2 separate regions of the Sus scrofa genome follow, and region 1 is linked to region 2. The links are chromatin contacts, called in public Hi-C maps. All regions are on one chromosome and are shown on one strand. Each heading gives the region's core, a stretch centred on a gene start, on an enhancer-like site or on the middle of the called end of the contact. The rest is flanking DNA. Distances are from core to core; before and after follow the strand shown.

Region 1 (2,822 bases), core at 91-2,590, 81 kb before region 2:
TTTGTCTTTTTAGGGCCACACCCATGACATATGGAGGTTCCCAGGCTAGGGGTTGAATCAGAGCTGTAGCTGCCGCCCTATACCACAGCCATAGCAAGGCGGGATCTGAGTCGCATCTGCGACCTACACCACAGCTCATGGCAATGCCAGATCCTTAACCCACTGAGCGAGGCCAGAGATCAAACCTGCAACCTCATGGACGCTAGTCAGATTCATTTCCACTGAGCCACGACAGGAACTCCCATCTCCTGCTTTTATTCAGGTAGGCACTGGACGCCCTCTGCTCTAGCTCCTGCCCCCCTCCAAGCCCTGGGTGGCTGATAAACTCATTTCCTCTGTGAAACTCATGACTGATAATGGTTGGAGATGCGTGCCTTTCCAGGTGGATCTGCCCTTTACCAAGAGGAAAGACTCACTAGAAGCTGAATGCCAATGAAGGGAGGGCAGGGAGATAATTTGAGGCAGGGAGCCTTTCTGCTCGCTCCCATCATGAAGGTAGTACTACCTGTGTTGGTAGAATATGCTAGAACTTGCAAAGCCATTTCCCATAGGGTGTCTTATTCGATCCTCTCATCAATGGATAGAGGTGGACACAGAAAGGACTGTTATCACCACTTGCAAATGAAGAAACTGGGGCCAGGAGGGAGCAGGAATATGCCCAAGACCACGCAGTCACATGGTGGCAGGACTGGGGCAGGGTGTTGATTCTTATCACTCTCAGAGAGGTCTCGTCCGGGACGCTGGGCTGCAGAGCCTGGGCACGGGCGTGTGAATCGCCCCTGTCCAGAGGCACATGGGAGTGGGGATGAGGCAGGAGGTTTGCAGTCAGAGGGCCTGCCCTAGGATCTGAACTTCGGCTCTTTCTCAGCGGTTAGTTACCACCCCAGAGCTTCGGTTTCCTCACTAGTCAAGTGGGGGTAACAACCCCTTTCCACTCTCACCCACCAGGGTTACTGTGAGGCCCCCCAATGAGATAAAGTCATCAAAGCATCGTTGCAAACTGCAGAACCCTGCCCACATGCTCGATTCCAGGAAGCCAGGGCTGGACTCTTTTTGCACTGTTCACACCCTTCCTTTGGGGGAGGCAGAGGCTCAGAAATAGCCTTCGCTCTGTCCTCCCCGCTTCCCCCGGGATCGGGGCTGAGTGTTTTCTTCTTGGAAAAACAAAAAATCAAAGCAGTGGCAGAAAAACCAACAGCCTGTTTCTGCTTCCCCTCGGCTGCCCTTCTGGCCTCTGGGGCCAAGAGAGGATGTCGCCGGAGTCCAGGGTTTGGCTGGGGCCTTTCAGAGCCCTCACTGCCCTGCAAGGGCCAGCAGGAGAGGCCTGGATGGCGCTGGTCATGTGCTCAGAGGCCAACGCTGGTAGTGCTCTGAGGCGTGGGGTTCTGATCTTCCTTGGGAGACTGGGCAGGGAGGAGAGGAGCCCCGCTCTTTCAGGCCTGAGAGCACCCAGGAAGGGCTTGGACGTGCTAGAGAAGGGTATCCTGTCCTCTCAACCAGAAATAATTATTCATTTCAATGGACACCTTTCTGGCCATTTGCAAAATGAAATTCAGAATCCTGTGTCTCTTTTTTACCCCCTCTAATGAGCAGCAGATGAGTTTTCAGGGTGTGTTTATCTTTTTCTAGAAACAAGGAAAGGCCAGCTTAAGAGGATAAACAAAACCTACAAACTACATATTGCGTGGCACAGCCGGGCGACCCCGGATGGGAGTGGGCCGGGCCCTGGCCCCCTGCCCTGACGTGTGGCTCTAACAGGGCTTCCCGCTCCAGACCCAGCGTCTTCACCTGAGATGGTTAGGTGGGCCCCCCTGTGTCTCCTACACTGTCGACGGGAGGTTTACACAGAACTTAGTAAGGGCAGCAAAAGGGACGTGTTGAGAAAAGCCTAACCTATAGTGCAGATGAACTGTATATGGTTTTCTGAACATTTAGGCTGTCACATCCACAGCAATCTCAGACAATATAGAGTATGCATCTGCTTTTAATTTCCGTCCCTCCTCAACAAGAGATTGAGAAAGGAATGTTCCAGTCCATCCCTCTATGGTCTCAGGCAGTATCTGGGTTCTACTCTTTCTTCCAGTCCTCCTCTTGTTCCAAACCATTTGGAGTCCCAGTTGGTTCCATGACAGCCGCTCCCTTTCTTTTTAGGACTCGAAGCCCAAGAACTAGTTTTTCTAATTTCCCAAGACTTAGAATACAGCGTTCAGCCCGCCTGGTTTCATAGCACTGTCTCTTTGCTGTTTGCTTTACCACAGGCTTATTTGGAGACTGAAAGTAGTGGGTGGGGCTCTCAGCCAGTGTACATTCTGCTAATGAAGCTGGCCTTGCCAAGAACCTTCTTTCTGCCACTGCTGTGGTAGGTGTCGTTCTACTTTCAGCCTTGGGTTTTAATAGGATAGGAAAGGCACAACTTCTGAACATTGTACTAAGGAGTTCTCCTCGATTTGGAATAAAGACATTTTCTAAACTAATTGCTATATGGCTATCCACTATCCGCTCTCTGTAGACATGCCCACATGTGTTACTGCAACATACTCACCCAAAGGCCAGCCAGGAAGTGAAATTAGAGGCTACAGGCTTCTGTCTTACTGTGTGTTATAAGGGTTGGGTAGATGGCTACCAGGAAGGATCCAGGAAGGCTGATCACATGGTTAAGGGGTTTTGTTTAAGGGGCAAAAAAATTGCTGCCCTCATAGGGCTGAATTTCTAGTGCTGTGATGTGACTTCATTCACTGGCTGTGGAGTTTAGGTGTCAAGGTCATAATCTCATCATTGTGGTTGGTTTTAAATGGCTCAGGTAGCATAGTCCCTTCCCCACC
Region 2 (3,076 bases), core at 402-2,901:
GGCAGTCTCTCCCCATCAGTTCCTAGAAGGTGTCCCCCTTCCTTTACCATCACTGACCACTTGCATTGAGCATTTGTGCTGAAGGATCCGTGTGGATTACTTTATTTAATCATCGCATCAAATGCCTGGGGCACTCCTATCGTCCCCCTTTACAGTTGAGAAAATTGAGGTGTGGAGCGTTAACTTAGTCCAGGGGAACGTGCCATGGGGTTCCAGCGCCCTCATCCGCCCATGCAGCCTCAAGATTCTGGAAGGACCAGCCTCTAGATTTAATCCACCTCCCAGTGAATAGTTTGCATGCAAACACCCAGCTCTGCCGAAAGCCACAGTCTTTAGGCTGCCAACTAACACACACCCAACCGCTCTTTTTCACCACCCACGAAGGAGCGGGTCAGAGTGTTATGTAAGTGGTGAGATATGTGCCATTGTCTCACCAAGTGCCCACCATGTAAACATTATTATTCCCATTTTCTGGGGGAGGCAAATGAAGCTCTGAAAGAGTGAGCCTCTTCTGTACAGGGAGCAAGCCAGGGTTACAACTCAGGTCTCCAGATTTCCCTCCCGTGGCCCTTAAAGTCTGACTCCGCTTCCTCTGCCTGCCTCCGAGACCAGGGAGGTGTTGCCTGGGCCCCTCTCTGGGAGGGAGGTGGGGGCTGGGCCTGGGGCCCCAGATGGCAGCTGTGCGGGCAGAGCAGGCTCTGGGTCAGCTTGGGTGGTGGTGGGGAGGTGCTTCTTGAAGGCTGTAAAGAGGCTGAAGGTCTGTCCCCTCCCCAGAACCTGGGCTTCCCGGGACAGAAGGACCAGACTCCAATAATGCCGGGCAGCTAAAGTGGCTGCTGGGCGCCCTTCTTCACATGGCACTGGCTTCTCTGATCAGCCAGGATGACAGACTCTGCTTGGTTTCTTGCGCTTCCCGTAAATGCTTTGGGGGCTGGGATGGGCCCTGAGTCACCTGCTGACCTCTCAGGCTGTTGTTCTGCTCTTCTGGGGCCTGGGCTTTCCAAACTGTCCCACCAAAGGGCAGACATCCCCAGGGTGGGGTGTTGAGGGCTCAGTGTGAGGCTGACCTGAGCTCACAGTGTGGGGAACTGTGGAACCTGGGATGTGTGGCCATCAGTAGGAAGGCCCCGCTCCGTCACCCCCACCCCCTGGGTATCCGTTTTAGGGTCAGCACCAGGGGTGCCACGGGTGAGTCAGGGTGGTCTCAAGGCCCGTCCAGCTTTGGGGCATATGGTTCTGCTAACTCTGCATCGCCTTCCTCTGGCCCCTTCCCGCCAGGCTCCTTCCTCTGCCTCCCCCTCCCGCCTGCCCTCTGCTCTCTTTCCCAACATTCCCAGCCCCGCCTCTCCCCGGGAATCGCAGCAATAACAGCCACCATTTATTGACCACATGCCACATGCATTAAAGCTGCTATTTATCAAGCCCTCACTGTGTGCCAGGCATGTGTGAAGCATTTACACACACGCACATGCACACACGTGCCTTGTCAAATTCATCCTCGAAACGCCCAAGGGAGGGAGGTACTATTATTATCTCCTTTTTGCAGATGAGAGAATTGAGAAATGAAGAGAGCCGTTCAAGGTCGCAGGGCCAGTGCGTGTAGGGAAGGGCTGAGTGAGTGTGGGCCGGGCGGGGAAGTCAGCTTCCCGGTGGGTCATGGGGGCTGGTGCACAGGCGGTGAGCAGAGACCCCCGGGCTCCCACCCCACCTCTAGGCTGTGGGCCACAGGCTAGGTGGGGAAACGAAGCAGTCCACTGTTCGCCTCCCTCTAGTCTGGTCCTCGTGAGCGGTCACCCTTCTGTCTGTCCTGACAGCTGTGAGCTGGGGCTGGGGATCAACAAAGAAAAACCTCCTCCCTCTTCCCCACTTTTGGCTTTTCCGTCTCTCTGCATCTTCAGGCTTCTGTATTCTCTCTACTTCTCTGCCCCACCTGGGCCTCTCTCTGCTTTCATCCATCTTTCTCCATCTCTTTGTCCTGGAAGAGGGCAGGGCGAGGCCTCTGGAGCCCAGGTGGGGTCGTGCCCTCATGGCAAAAACCTTTAGAAGCCCCAAGAACAGAGGGGCTCCTGTTATTACAGTTGGATTCTTTCAGCCCAGAGTTCAAGGGCTGCCTCAGCCTGGTAGGCCCACTGGGGGCACCCTCTTGGCCCCCGGACACATCCACTGCACAAAGCCCCCTGCCCCCAGTGGATTTGGGAGCTGGGTGACTAGCACGAAACCATTTCCTCTGTGTGTGACCTCTCACCCTTTTCTCTTTGGGATGGTTGCCTGTCCCCCAGGGGAGGTGGTTGCCTGTCCCCCAGCACACGGGCCTCCCTCACAGGTGGAGGACTCTACCCCTCTCCGATCCTACGGGTCTCTGCCCGTCTTGCTCCTTCCTGGTTCACCGGATCTCCTGGGTGCTGTCTGGGCCTTTATTCTGTTTCCTGGGCCCTGCCCAGCACATGCCAGTGGGGGGGCTGCCTTCCCAGACACACCTGAGCGAGCCCTTCCGTGGGGCAGGAGGGCAGGCCCAGGAAGGGGTCACCCTTGGAAAGTGTGGCCTTTTTGGCTTTTCTGAAAGTTGCAAAAATGTGGCTTTGTCTGAGCAAGTTAAAAAAGAAATCAGTGCCACCTCCCACAAATGATACCATTTCTCAGGCTCGCAGAGCCGCGGTGGGTCGGCAACTAGGACATTAAAAATAGCCTTGTGTTTCCCAATCTTACGGCCTCTTGGGGGCTGCAGGGAGAGGCCTTGGCTGAGCTGGGTTTTCTGGCCCATTGTCTGCCCACGCTGGGTTAGGGGTGGGCATGGGGGCTGTTTGTAGGCTCAGTACTTCCCGGTCGGAGAAGGGAGGAGAGAGAGTTCGTGGCTAGGATGAGCCAGATAACGCACACTTGAATGGAGTCGCTCTTTGGGGTTTATTTTTCCTTTCCCAGGCTAAGAAATAGAGTATGCTCCATTTTGAACTTCAGTTTCCACCAACTGTTTTTTTTTTTTTTTTTTTTTTAATTTTTCCCCCTCTGCTTTTTCTTTTTTTTCAAAAGTGTGCGGGGGAGACTGAGATACAAGGTCTTATTTCCATCTGGGCTCTGG

The links. Hi-C and Micro-C count contacts between places; a contact is called where the count stands out from the background.
Region 1: a Hi-C map of omental adipose tissue shows a contact between it and region 2, with 2.0 times the contacts expected there. The contact joins two enhancer-like sites. A contact is called at or near these places in 10 of 47 Hi-C or Micro-C datasets (alveolar macrophages, brain, embryonic fibroblasts and 5 more) and 2 of 2 datasets of contacts at active chromatin or transcription factors (alveolar macrophages and skeletal muscle).

The regions. Positions count from the first base shown.
Region 1 is chr3:97,510,254-97,513,075 of Sscrofa11.1, reverse strand. The region is part of intron 2 of LOC106509843 (a long non-coding RNA gene); the gene reads left to right. Among named protein-coding and RNA genes, the nearest start is that of TRNAI-UAU, 56 kb to the left of the region's middle. Within about 2 kb of position 1,340, at least 27 of the 83 cell types and tissues checked have an H3K27ac peak or open chromatin away from gene starts, as enhancers often do. A contact at or near this core is called in omental adipose tissue and retroperitoneal adipose tissue, where this site is marked.
Region 2 is chr3:97,429,401-97,432,476 of Sscrofa11.1, reverse strand. The region is part of intron 4 of LOC106509843 (a long non-coding RNA gene); the gene reads left to right. Among named protein-coding and RNA genes, the nearest start is that of TRNAI-UAU, 140 kb to the left of the region's middle. Within about 2 kb of position 1,651, at least 27 of the 83 cell types and tissues checked have an H3K27ac peak or open chromatin away from gene starts, as enhancers often do. A contact at or near this core is called in omental adipose tissue and retroperitoneal adipose tissue, where this site is marked.